Regions from separate parts of the Mus musculus genome. Here regions 1 and 3 are each linked to region 2. A link is a contact called in public HiChIP or PLAC-seq data. All regions are on one chromosome and are shown on one strand. Each heading gives the region's core, a stretch centred on a gene start, on an enhancer-like site or on the middle of the called end of the contact. The rest is flanking DNA. Distances are from core to core; before and after follow the strand shown. Region 1 overlaps Gm32673 (a long non-coding RNA gene). Region 2 has its middle 3.0 kb from the start of Gm33144. Region 3 has its middle 4.1 kb from the start of Gm32673.

What was found. HiChIP or PLAC-seq counts read pairs in DNA pulled down with a chosen protein or histone mark.
Region 1: an H3K4me3 HiChIP or PLAC-seq map of bone marrow-derived macrophages shows a contact between it and region 2, with 4 times the contacts expected there. The contact joins two enhancer-like sites. A contact is called at or near these places in 1 of 484 Hi-C or Micro-C datasets (bone marrow-derived macrophages), 6 of 115 datasets of contacts at active chromatin or transcription factors (the HPC-7 cell line, bone marrow-derived macrophages, embryonic stem cells and 2 more) and 2 of 9 other capture datasets (adipose tissue and liver).
Region 3: a CTCF HiChIP or PLAC-seq map of the NIH/3T3 cell line shows a contact between it and region 2, with 25 read pairs. The contact joins two enhancer-like sites. A contact is called at or near these places in 1 of 15 datasets of contacts at CTCF or cohesin (the NIH/3T3 cell line), 6 of 484 Hi-C or Micro-C datasets (bone marrow-derived macrophages, colorectal tumor organoids, embryonic stem cells and 2 more), 19 of 115 datasets of contacts at active chromatin or transcription factors (CD8 T cells, the HPC-7 cell line, T-cell acute lymphoblastic leukemia and 10 more) and 4 of 9 other capture datasets (adipose tissue, bone marrow-derived macrophages, liver and 1 more).

Annotation. Positions count from the first base shown.
Region 1 is chr6:125,443,355-125,447,283 of GRCm38.p6, forward strand. The region is part of intron 4 of Gm32673 (a long non-coding RNA gene); the gene reads left to right. Among named protein-coding and RNA genes, the nearest start is that of Gm32673, 14 kb to the left of the region's middle. Within about 2 kb of position 2,232, at least 52 of the 459 cell types and tissues checked have an H3K27ac peak or open chromatin away from gene starts, as enhancers often do. A contact at or near this core is called in bone marrow-derived macrophages, where this site is marked.
Region 2 is chr6:125,537,590-125,541,714 of GRCm38.p6, forward strand. No RefSeq gene overlaps it. Among named protein-coding and RNA genes, the nearest start is that of Gm33144, 3.0 kb to the right of the region's middle. Within about 2 kb of position 2,067, at least 13 of the 459 cell types and tissues checked have an H3K27ac peak or open chromatin away from gene starts, as enhancers often do. A contact at or near this core is called in the HPC-7 cell line, the NIH/3T3 cell line, bone marrow-derived macrophages and 1 more, where this site is marked.
Region 3 is chr6:125,424,793-125,428,817 of GRCm38.p6, forward strand. No RefSeq gene overlaps it. Among named protein-coding and RNA genes, the nearest start is that of Gm32673, 4.1 kb to the right of the region's middle. Within about 2 kb of position 1,804, at least 357 of the 459 cell types and tissues checked have an H3K27ac peak or open chromatin away from gene starts, as enhancers often do. A contact at or near this core is called in the HPC-7 cell line, the NIH/3T3 cell line, bone marrow-derived macrophages and 1 more, where this site is marked.

The sequences.
Region 1 (3,929 bases), core at 982-3,481, 94 kb before region 2:
ATAGGCTGAGGACACGTTGAAGACCTGTTTTGTGAGTTCTCAGGCCATAGGCACTCACAGCCTAGAGGATGTGCCTGCCCTCTGCTTCCAGCATTTCCCAGCTTCCAACAACTCAGGAGGCCGAGGCAGGAGAATTGCCTTGAGTTTGAGGACAACATAGCTACACAGTGAGTTGTAGACCAGCCGGAGTTACAGTATGAGATCTGAAACAACAACTGTAGCAACAAAATGGTGCATGGTGTGAGATTTTAATGATGAGATCTGTCTGACGAGATAGGAGGGAGAGACTGGGAAGGTGGCGGTTTCGCTGGAAAGAAGCCAAAGATGAGAACAGACAGATACCTAGGGATGGAGAAACATGGTGGGGCATGTGTCTATGTCTTCCAGTCCTTTGGGTGGGCAGAAAAATCTAGGTTTTCAAGTGTGGTGGGCCTGGCTCCTACCCTGGCCACCAGTGGCCTCTGTTTGTCACTTTTGCAGTGAGCCATCTCTCAGGGCACCTCTGTGTTTTAATCACTTCTGTCGGTTAGACTTGCCTTATAATTTGATAATTTGCCATTCGAAGCATGTGAACATGACAGGAATATATTCCCCTTAGTATAAATACAGGCGTGTCCACGAGTCAGTATGCCTAGCCATTGGAAGAGTGGTTAGAGAAGCTGTGTCCCTGTTGTTCCTACTGGGAAAGCCCTGACCACCATGTCACCTCCAACGCTGCTTGAGGGCTGAGATGTGACTCAGTGATAGGGAACTTGCCTGGCGTGGGTGAAGCCACGGGGTCTCACCAAAGAAAGCTACTTGAGAGCCACACTGAAGTCAGAAACAAGACAGACTTAGCAAGGTTTTGTGTAGGGTGTACGGCTGACGTCATCCAGAAGCATTCTAGATACAACAGCAAGTGAGTGCTGCTTACAGGGGCTGTAGTCGTCAGGGTTCTACAGAGGATACATAAGAGGAAGTATGGGTGCGGGCATAGGTGAGAGGGAGAGCTTTTCAAAGTTCTTTTTAATTATGTCTCGGCGTGATATGTGCTCATGAGTGCTGTGGTGGTGGTGGTGGGGGGGGGGGGGAAGGTGCCAGGGTCCCTGGAGCTAGAGTTACTGAAGCAGTTTTAAGTTATCTGGTGTGGGGACTGAGAACTGAACTTGGGTCTCCAGGAAGAGCATCGTGTCCTCTTAACTGCCGAGCCAGGGAGAATGATTCTTAAGGAAACAAATCTTGCAATTATGAGGGTTTCTTTGTTTTGTTTTGTTTTTTCGAGGTAATTATGAGTTTTAACAGGTCCAAACTGCAGGGGACTATCAGGACAGAGACCCAGGGAGGAGCCCATGCTGCAGTTCAAGTGTGTCCCAGTTCTAGTCAGTCCTTCAACCTGCTTTCTGCAGAGGATGCCAGTCTCATCCAAACAGCACCACAAAAGCATCTAATCAGATGTTGGACCAGTTGAGTGTTGTTGTCCAGCCCAGATGACATGTGAAACGAACCCAGTACTCAGGAGGCTGGAGAGTTTGAGGCTAGCCAGGGCTACACAGTGAAACTCTGTCTTTAAAATAATGTGGCACACACCTTTAATTTTAGCCCTTGGGAGGCAGAGATAGGCAGATTTTTATAAGTTTGAGACTAGTCTGGTCTACATAGTGAGTTCTAGACCAGCCAAGGCTAAAAGAGAGACTCTGTCTTAGAAATAACAACAACCCAACAAAACAAACAGACAACAGCAAACTAACCAAAGCCTAGGAATGTATCCAGTGGCAGAGCATTTGCCTAGCATGTGCAAGGTTCTTGGTTCGATCACCAGCATGTCATTTTTTTTAAAGATTTATTTATTTTATGTATGTGAATACACTGTAGCTGTCTTCAGACACACCAGGAGTGGGCATCAGATCCCATTACAGACAGTTGAGAGCCACCAAGTGGTTGGTGGGAATTGAACTCAGGGTCTCTGGAAGAGCAATCAGTGCTCTTAACTGCTGAGCCATCTCTGCAGCCCAAGCATGTCAATTAAAAAACAGAACAAAATGACCCTCCCAGCAGGCACCAGCCTGGGGTTCACGCCGTTCAGCATCTGGGTAAGATTGGCTCATCCTTGAGCCCCACTTCGTGGAAAATCTGAGAACTTCCCCTAGGTTTCAGAGAGCATGTGAATGGGCAGTGGGCTGGATTCTCTCGGTCAGTCTGGTTCTTGATTTCTATTTCTATCTGGGCAACCGTCTTTACACTTTCATCATTCCTGTTTGTCAACCCAGTCACCTTCTTCCTCTATTTCAAAATCCACCCCCTCATGACCTCACCCAGACACATGCATGGTGTGTGTGTGTGTGTGTGTGTGTGTGTGTGTGGTGTGAAACTTTCCAGTGATCTGGCAAGATGCTGCAGTGACCATAACTTGAAAGAGAGTATTTGATCATATGTGGTCACGTGGCACTGAGGTAGATCCACAGCTCTGGCTCCTGGTGCTCCGTGTCCATCTCTTCTGTTCCTTTTCCTTCTTTCTTAGAGGTCTCTCAGATGACAAGCACATTCCTCCTTTTCTTGGATAGTGATGTCCCACTCTCTCATTGCCAGTCTCCTTCCTCCCTTTAGGTGCTTGCAGCAGAAAGCTGCTCTATTCCAGGCATCAGATGTCTTCTTCCTTGGATGCTGTCTTAGTTAGGGACTTACTGCTGTGACCAAGGCAACTCTTGTTTGTTTGTTTGTTTTTCGAGACAGGGTTTCTCTATGTAGCCCTGGCTGTCTTGGAACTCACTTTGTAGACCAGGCTGTCCTTGAACTCAGAAATCTGCCTGTCTCTGCCTCCCGAGTGCTGGGATTAAAGGCGTGTACCACCACGCCTGGCCCAAGGCAACTCTTTAAGGACAACGTTTCACTGGGGCTGGCTTACAGGTTCAGAGGTACAGTCCTGTATCATCAAGGTTGGAGCATGGCAGTGTCCAGGCAGTCATGGTGCAGGCTAAGCTGAGAGTTCCACCTCTCCATCTGAAGGCTGCTAGCAGAATACTGACTTCCAGGCAGCTAGAGGTAGGGTCTTAAAGCCCATACCCAGAGTGACACACATACCCAGAGTGACACACCTACTCAAACAAGGCAACCCCTCCAAATAGTGCCACTCCCTGGGCCAAGCATATACAAACCATCACCGTGTCCCACAAGATTCCATCACCTCCTTTTGTCATTTTCTTTATATGGCCCACTATCCATATATAAAAATAGCTATTCTGATGCCAGGCGTGGTGGCGCATGCCTTTAATCCCAGCACTCGGGAGGCAGAGGCAGGCAGATTTCTGAGTTCAAGGCCAGCCTGGTCTACAAAGTGAGTTCCAGGACAGCCAGGGCTACACAGAGAAATTCTGTCTTGAAAAACCAAAAAAAAAAAAAAAAAAAAAAAAAAAAAAAAAGCTATTCTGATTTCTTTCATGGTAGTCTTGAGGCCTTTGGGAATATGAGGCCAGAGCAGCTCCCACAGCAGCTGGGAGTGGATAACATTTAAGGCCACCTTGAAAACTGGCCATCCCAATGCTGGCCAGGTGAGGTCACCTTCACTAGTTTAGCTTGTGGCAGGTGACTCAGTTTTGTGAGGATAGATGTCTGGTTACTTGGGCTTCAGACACCAGGCTTGACTTCAAACAACTTAATGATATACTTACCCATGTGGTTCATCTACAGGGAGAGGACGCTCTGGCCACGGGGCAGGGGGCAGGAGAGACTTCTCTGGAGGTTGCATTTTATGTCTCTGATGGCCATTAGGAAGTCATAGTCTTTTTTTCTGCTGGGATAGATGGCCTCTTGTCTTCTGGTCTTCTGCACCATTGAGCTATCTGCTTCTTGTTAGTGGCATTGAAAGCCAGACTCTGTATCCGGGAGTTCAGATTCCCAAGCTCTCATGCCTCTGCATCACTGAGAGGCGTTGAGTGTGATGCTGGGGCTAACTG
Region 2 (4,125 bases), core at 817-3,316:
AGGACTTTCTGTCTGAATATTGTGCATCAATACGAAGGTTTCTCACAGTGAAAAAGAGTCCTAATGGTGCTTAAAAGCACACTTGGAATTTATTTCCCCTTAATTGGATGAAGTTTCCTGAAAAACCCACGGGGCTTCCTAGAATTTTTATTAATAATTCAAGTCTCCCGGGCCACGATCCTGGCAGAACAGGATCTGTGAAGTCACTCCCACACCCCTTGTTAGGATGCTCCAGTTTTACCCTGGCTGTTGTTCTCTGTCCCAGAGCTGACTGCCTCTCCTGGCAAGTACACAGTGGCGACTCCCTCGCTGTTAATAATGAGCTGATGTATGTGACACACAGAGGCATGTGAGACAACAGGGTAGCACAGGACTGACAGCTCCAGACACTGGAAAGAGAGAATCAAATCTATAAAGAAGTCCTCTAGTTTTTATATGTAAGTTGTGGCATGCATGCAAAAGCACACGCACACACACACACACACACACACACACACACGTGAGCACACGCCACCACCACCACCACACCACCACCACCACCAAGTCCAGCATGTCATACCAACATATAGGAGGCTGAAGCAAAAAGGGTCTCAAGTTTGAAGCCAGCTTGTGTTCAAAATAGAAAATGAAATAAAGGAAGAAAGGAAGGAGAGAGGAAGAGGGGGAGAGAGGGAGGGAGAGGGAGCAATAATATATCACACCAACAAGGGGAAGATATTTGTTAAATACTTAACCTATAGAGACCTGACATCCATATTATATAAACAACTCCCACAAACCATTAAGAAGATAACCCAACTAGAAATGGGTTTATAGAAGATAGCAAAGATAAAAAACATTTTTTTTCAGAGAAAAGAAAACCAAACGGGATCAACATTCATTTATCCATAAAAGCACCTGGAAAGAGGCAGAGCCTCTGGGGTGCTGAGGAAATGAAGGGGGGCCACAGTAGGTCCATTGCATCAGGGAGCTCGGTGCTGTTTGTCTGCTACCATTGAGTGTTCATGAGGAGATACATCAATATGACCACGTGATCTGCCCTGGGATGGTCACATGATCTGCCCTGGGATGGTCACACGATCTGCCCTGGGATGGTCACATGATCTGCCCCGGGACCTATAAACTGTTGCAGTAACTTTGAGCCCAGTTGGAACCTGTGAAGCTGTCTACATGCCCTAACCTTGTGCGTTTCATGCCTCCCTGGGACAAACACTGGCACTGGAGACTGGCACCTGGTACACACAACAGCTTTGTTTATAGCAAAATAAATGCACAAAGTGGGGCTCTGTGTCCACAATGCTCAAAAACAAGTGAAGAAAATAATAAAGTTGTGGACGTAAACACAGGTAATAAAGCTACTTTTTTTTTTTTTGGTTTTTCGAGACAGGGTTTTTCTGTATAGCCCTGGCTATCCAGGAACTCACTCTGTAGACCTCGAACTCAGAAATCCGCCTGCCTCTGCCTCCCGAGTGCTGGGATTAAAGGCGTGCGCCACCACTGCCACCACTGCCACCACTGCCAGGCTCAGAAGCTACATTTTTAAAGCCAAGAAATAATAGATGTCAAGTTCAGGATAGAGGCCATGTCACTGGAGAAGGCAGCCACATGGAAGGGGAGGAGCTTAAGAGCAGACGCAGCTATGCCTACGATGCTCTAGTTCTTGTAAGCACGTATCTAGATGTCCATCTTGTTAGGATTTTCCATAATATCCATTTCTTTCTAATATAAAACTCCTAATGTATAGCGAGCCATGTGTGGTGAATCATTCAGGGGGTTTTATTGTGTTGTTTTATCATTTGAGAATTTCATACATACAAACATACATACGTACATACATACATACATACATATGTTTCTGACACGAGTAAACTCAGCCCCTCCTCTTCAATCCCTCCCCTATTTCTTCCAATTTCAAGTCCTCAGTTCTTAAACCCACTGAATCTGCTGAGGGCTGCCTGTCTGTGCACAGGCACAGGGCCAATTACTATAGCGTGGACAGCCGGCCTCCCGGGGGCTACCTCCCTACAGGAAATGAACTCGTGTGTACTCAGCAGCCATGAGTACCAATAGCTCCTCAGACTTGGGTGGGGCTTTATGAGCCCGTCTCCATCTATGCTGGGGTTTTGCCTGGCTTGACTGATCTTGTGCATAGTCAGATCCACTGTGAGTTCGTATGCAATGGCTTTGCCATATCTGTCCAACTGTTTCACTATACATGTCCGCTGCCTTGGCTCTTCTGGTATTTCTGCCTGCTCTGGGCTTTGTGGGGAAGGGATATGATCTGGACATCTGGTTCGGGGCTGAGCCCTCCACCATCCTTTTCTTTCTTTCTTTCTTTTTTTTTTTTAAGTAAATAGTAATTCTCTGGAAATTTTTACTTTTTATAACGTTACAAAATATTTTTTTGTAAAATTTTCTTCCTTCCTTCCCCTTTCTTTCTTTCTTTCTTTCTTTCTTTCTTTCTTTCTTTCTTCCTTCCTTTCTTTTAATGAATTTTGTTTGTTTGTTTCTGTTCCATTCTTTGTGTTTTGTTGGGTTTGGTCCTTAGAAAATTGGAGTCTCAGAGGCCAGGTGAAACAAGCCAGGTGGGCTGGGACCCACTGTCCCAGCAGCCACTCCCAAGACTGAGAAGGATATGGCAGGTCCTCTGCTCCTGGTGACCACACAGGGGCAGGGAGGTCCTCCATCGTAGCTTACTGTCTGCATGTTGAGCAGTTACGGGTCTCTAACAGTAACAGCAGGGAGAAGCCTCTCTCGGCTGGAGAGATGACTCAGCAGTTGAGCACTTGCTGCTCTTCGAGAGGTCCCACGTTCGGTTCCGGCATACATGTCAGGTGACTCACAGTCATCTGCCATCGCAGCTCCAAGGGATCCAACACCATCTTCTGGCTTCTGAGAACACGCGCACACAGGTTCTCACAGGCATATTTTAAGGCTTCTCTAATGAAGGTTGAGAGATGCAGTAATCTGTGGATATTATATAAAGAACTTAGAGGTCAGTTTATTCTGTGTCATTTAGCAGATTAATTAGTATTAGGTTCCTCACTGGGGTCCAGGACTTAGCCGGCCGTGTACTTGGGCCTGGTTAAGAGGGAGAAGCACGAGTGTGGAACAAACGGGCTTTGAATCTAAGCAGAGAGTGGTTGGTTACTCACATAACGTTTGTGCCAGCCTGGTGTACAGAGCGAGTTCCAGGACAACCAAGGCTACACAGAGAAACCTTGTCTCAAAAAACCAAAACCAAAACAAAACCAGAAACAAAACAAAAAATATGCTCCCCCTAACCAAACACGAAACAAAACAAAAACCAACCCGTCTGTCTGTCTGTCTGTCTATGATGCTAGTAATGGAACACAAAACCTCACTTATGCTAACCACTCTACCACTCCCAGGCCACAGTGCTATTTTTAACACACTTTCTGCTTGAAGAACTGAGCTCACTACCAGAGGAGAGAAATAATGGTGACTCACCCAGCTGTGACCCTGAGCGCTACAGTAACGACTGTCCTGGAAAGCCAAGCTCTCCAGTGCAATCGTGGCATTAACATTACGGGCATAACTAAATACTTTATGATTGGGTTTAAGGCCATTCTAGGAGATGGGACCTATAATGACAGGTCACAGGCCCAGGGGAGGACCTGCTACTATCATTCCTCTGAGTGGACATAGTATTGAAACAACTCCTAATAACTTATAGCTCTACCCAGAGATTAATGCATATCTCAACCCTCATCAGAGAAACTTCTTGCAGTAGATGGTGATTAACACAGAGGTCTATGACTGGGTATCACGAAGAGGCTAAGAGACTGTGGCGTGCTTAGCCATAAAGGAGATATCTATATCAGGCCTTTCCTCCAAGGGTCAGGGATTATCATGAAAGAGGGGATGAGAAGAGCCAGAGGTTGTGGGTGACCGCGAGGAAACTGTTTTTAATTGATAGCATGGCAGGCAGTTGCATGTATGAATTCACAGTGGTTGTGACAGCATGCACAAGTCCTGGGCGTGCTTAGGTCGGGCAAAACCCCAGCTTGGAGGAGGGAGGTGGGTATGAAGCCCATTCCTAGCTGAGGAGCTATTGGCAAGTGATAGCTGCAAAGAGAGGAGGGAGGAGAAGGGGGAGGGGGA
Region 3 (4,025 bases), core at 554-3,053, 110 kb before region 2:
AAACAAAACAAAAAAGAGGGGGTATATATTCTATGGGGGCGTGGTGAGGTATGGGGGGGGGAAGGAGGTTCCTCCGCGGGCCCATGCTGAGGCATCCCCTTCCCCGAGGGACCAGCCACACAAAGGTATAGTATAGAATAGAGTTTATTCAGGGTATGGGGAGGGGAGTTAAGAGGGTAGTAGAGGCAGAGAAAGGCAGAGAGAGGGAGAATAGAAGAGTAGAGGCTGGCCATGAGCACATGGAGAGATGGGGAAGGGAAGAACAAGGTAGCAAGAGAGGAACAAGGAGGGAGAAAGGGGCAAGCAGTGGGTCAGGCCTACCTGGCTATTGACAGGTAACTGTGGGGCGGAGCTTAGACAGAACGCTAACAGACCCCTTCCTGAAGTCCTCTCTCGCCCCAGAGATGCGGCATGGGGCGGTCGCATCAGGTTTGAAGCTCTTTTCTCCTGCAGGCAAGCTCAGTAATCCAGGCTCTTTGCTGTGTAGTTTATGCTGCTTTAGCATCTGCAATCCTGCCTCAGGCTACTCTGTGGTGGTGCGATCATAGGTTTCCCCGCTATGCCTACGACGGTTGTTTAGGACATCTGGGCTCCTTGCGTGTACAGGAGCTCAAACCGGTCATTGAATCTCAAGACAGTCACCCTCCTGGGCACTGAAAAGACAGTGTGTGGGAAACCAGAAACCACTCACCAGCCTCTCGCTTCCTAGGGGCCAGTGGGGTGGGTGGAGGGGGTGGGGCTAGGGAAGTGGGAGGTGCTTAGGTTTGTTATGGATGTCACTGCTACCCAAAGGGTGGGTTAGTGACTCATAGCTGCTGGAGCCTACAGGTGGGGTTGAGTGAGTCACTTTTATTCCTCAAGGGAGGGCCGAGGTGGGATGGAATGGAGGGGACCACGGAGTTGGAAAGAAATGAGGGATTTATATCTGAGAATTGGAGCTGTAAGACCTTGAGAAACGAACCTTCATTTCCTGTTAGCTGACCTGTCCGTGGGAAATGATCCCTACACTCCACATTATTGTGGAATTAAATGAAAGTGTTGCTTACACAACTGAGTGTGTACTGGGCATGGTGACTCACTCCTTTACCCAGCACTGTGATCTCTGTGAGTTCAAGGCCAGCCTGGTCTACAAAGCAAGTTCCATTTCAGCAGGGCTGTCACACAGAGAAACCCTGTCTCAAAAATAACAACAACAATAACATAAAAAAATCCACCATAAACCAAGAAACAAACTACAAATAGCGGTAGTGCCATCGCTTAAATCTTCATTTAGTTCCTGAAAACAGGCAGGGTAATAATATCTACTTCCTTTAGAGATTAAGGGCATTAAATAACGTATGCAAACTCTCTGCACAATGGTATTGGGTAAACGTTGTCCATTTTCATCAGCTGGGGGGGGGGGGTGTCACTGGTTTGTCAATGAATTCTCTGCTGTCTTAAGACCAAAAGGAGAAATGAGTCTGAGGGGTGACAATTAGGCTGCATTAGGTTGGGACCAGGCCAGCAATCCACTTGCGCCCGAATTGTGAGCCTACTAGGTGCTCACATGCTCATATTTGGTGTCACGCCTCCACAGAGGGCTCGAAAGAGATGAAAACCAACTGATAAGGAAGTGTTTGTGCTTGCCTCCTTCCTTTGAACCTCAAATTTATCTAAATAGAGATCTAACTTGGAACCAGGGTCCCAGGTTGCGCTTTCTGATGTGGCCTCCAGGGGGCGCATCCCCTTTGGGGCGCTCTGTGTGGCCGTGGAAGCTGCGGTGACTGTCGGAGGCAGGAGGATGAGTCAGCCTCCGAGGCTTCCGGCGTCCATTGGGTCCTGCTGCCCGCTCGGCCGCGCCCTGCCCGCGGGCTCCCGCCCGAGTCACCCTCTGGTATGGACCTGCAGCTCTGCAGGAGCTCAGGCCTTCCTTGCTGCCTGGGGGCAATATGGCCAGCCCTCTGGAGTGGTGGGCTTCCCGCGGGCGTGTGACCCCTCTCTCCACAGGGCCAGGGATTGCTTCCCTGCCCAAGTTCCAGGGCTTCAGGGCCCCGGGGCTGGCATGGGATGTGCTAGGACTGGGCAGCAGGAGGGACATCACGGAGGAAAATTTGCCACTATTCTCCACTTGGGGAGCCATGGAGCCTGGCCAGTTCCTCTGGATCCCCAAGAGTGTTCTCCCTCTGCTTAAAGTCAGAAAGAACAGACACCCCACCCCCACCCCCACCCCCCCACCCCCACCCCCGCGCTCCCATGCCCCTAGCCCTTTCCCTTGGCTTCTAGCTACAGATTTAGAACAGGGCTTGAGACTAGCTCAGCCAGTGTGGATGGTAAATTGGAAGATTTGGTTGATTCTGGGAGGGCCTCCCAATGAGTCACCATCCCTGGGAAGAGGTAACTCCCAGATGCCCAGGAGCTATCGGCCTCCCACTCAAGAGGAACTTGGAAGTAATGTCTAGCACAGAACACCTAACATTGTATATATATAGTAATGTCCATATTATTATATATGTATACTTTTAGATAGAAAGTTATAATTAAAATACATGAATCATATAGATCTCTGTGCATGTATACACATGTACTTTACAGGGCACCTCCTGTAAACTAGCTGTTGTCCCAGTGGCTCTACAGGAATTAATTATCTCAGACAGTTTTCACAGGACACTGGGGCATACGTACTATTATTGTTCCCATATGGTAGCTGAGGAAGTCTGAGCTCAGAGAGTAACTTTTGAGTGGGTGTGATGTCTGTCTGTAAACCAAGCAATTGGGTGGTAGAATCAGGAGGGCCAGTGTAACAGGCTCCAGACTGTAGCATAACTGACTCCATATTGGAAGAGCCATTCACTCAGCACGTAGACAGCATCACCTGCCAAAACCGTAAACAAAGACCTAATCCATCAAAGTCCATAGTCATGGGAACGTCTCTAAATGTGCTCACCCGGCTTTTGGGTGGCTGTAGTTCTGCTTCTGGCTAACTGTTCTTGCTAACTGAAGTGTGTCAACCCAGGACAAGTGTGTGTGTGTGTGTGTGTGTGTGTGTGTGTGTGTGTGTGTGTGTGCTTAAAAGCTCACCCCGACAGAGACTTGGGGCTACACTATGGGATCCTGAATGCCTGTGTAGCCATGTGCCAGCTAATGAAGATTCTATTGGCTTAAACCCATGCCCAGGCAGTCTTCTCTGGTGGATACCCCACAACATCAGGAGTTCAGGACTCTTCTCAGCTATGTGCTGAGCTGAAAGTCCACCCAGGATACATGAGACTTTGTTTGGAGGGGGGGAAGGGGGGAGGGGAAGGGGAGGAGGAGGAGGAGGAGATGAGGAGGGGTGGAGGAGGAGGAGGAGATGAGGAGGGGTGGAGGAGGAGGAGATGAGGAGGGGTGGAGGAGGAGGAGATGAGGAGGGGTGGAGGAGGAGGAGGAGATGAGGAGGGGTGGAGGAGGAGGAGATGAGGAGGGGTGGAGGAGGAGGAGATGAGGAGGGGTGGAGGAGGAGGAGGAGATGAGGAGGGGTGGAGGAGGAGGAGATGAGGAGGGGTGGAGGAGGAGGAGATGAAGAGGGGTGGAGGAGGAGGAGATGAGGAGGGGTGGAGGAGGAGGAGATGAGGAGGGGTGGAGGAGGAGATGAGGAGGGGTGGAGGAGGAGATGAGGAGGGGTGGAGGAGGAGGAGATGAGGAGGGGTGGAGGAGGAGGAGGAGATGAGGAGGGGTGGAGGAGGAGGAGGAGGAGATGAGGAGGGGTGGAGGAGGAGGAGGAGATGAGGAGGGGTGGAGGAGGAGGAGGAGATGAGAAGGGGTGGAGGAGGAGATGAGGGGTGGAGGAGGAGGAGATGAGGAGGGGTGGAGGAGGAGGAGGAGGAGATGAGGAGGGGTGGAGGAGGAGGAGGAGATGAGGAGGGGTGGAGGAGGAGGACAAGATGAGGAGGGGTGGAGGAGGAAGGGTAGAAGAGGAGGAGGGGGAAGGAGGAAAAAGAAGAAAAGAGAAGGAAAGGTTGAGAAAGACTGAGACTAGAGGCTTTTTCCTTAGACCCCTGCCTTTAGCA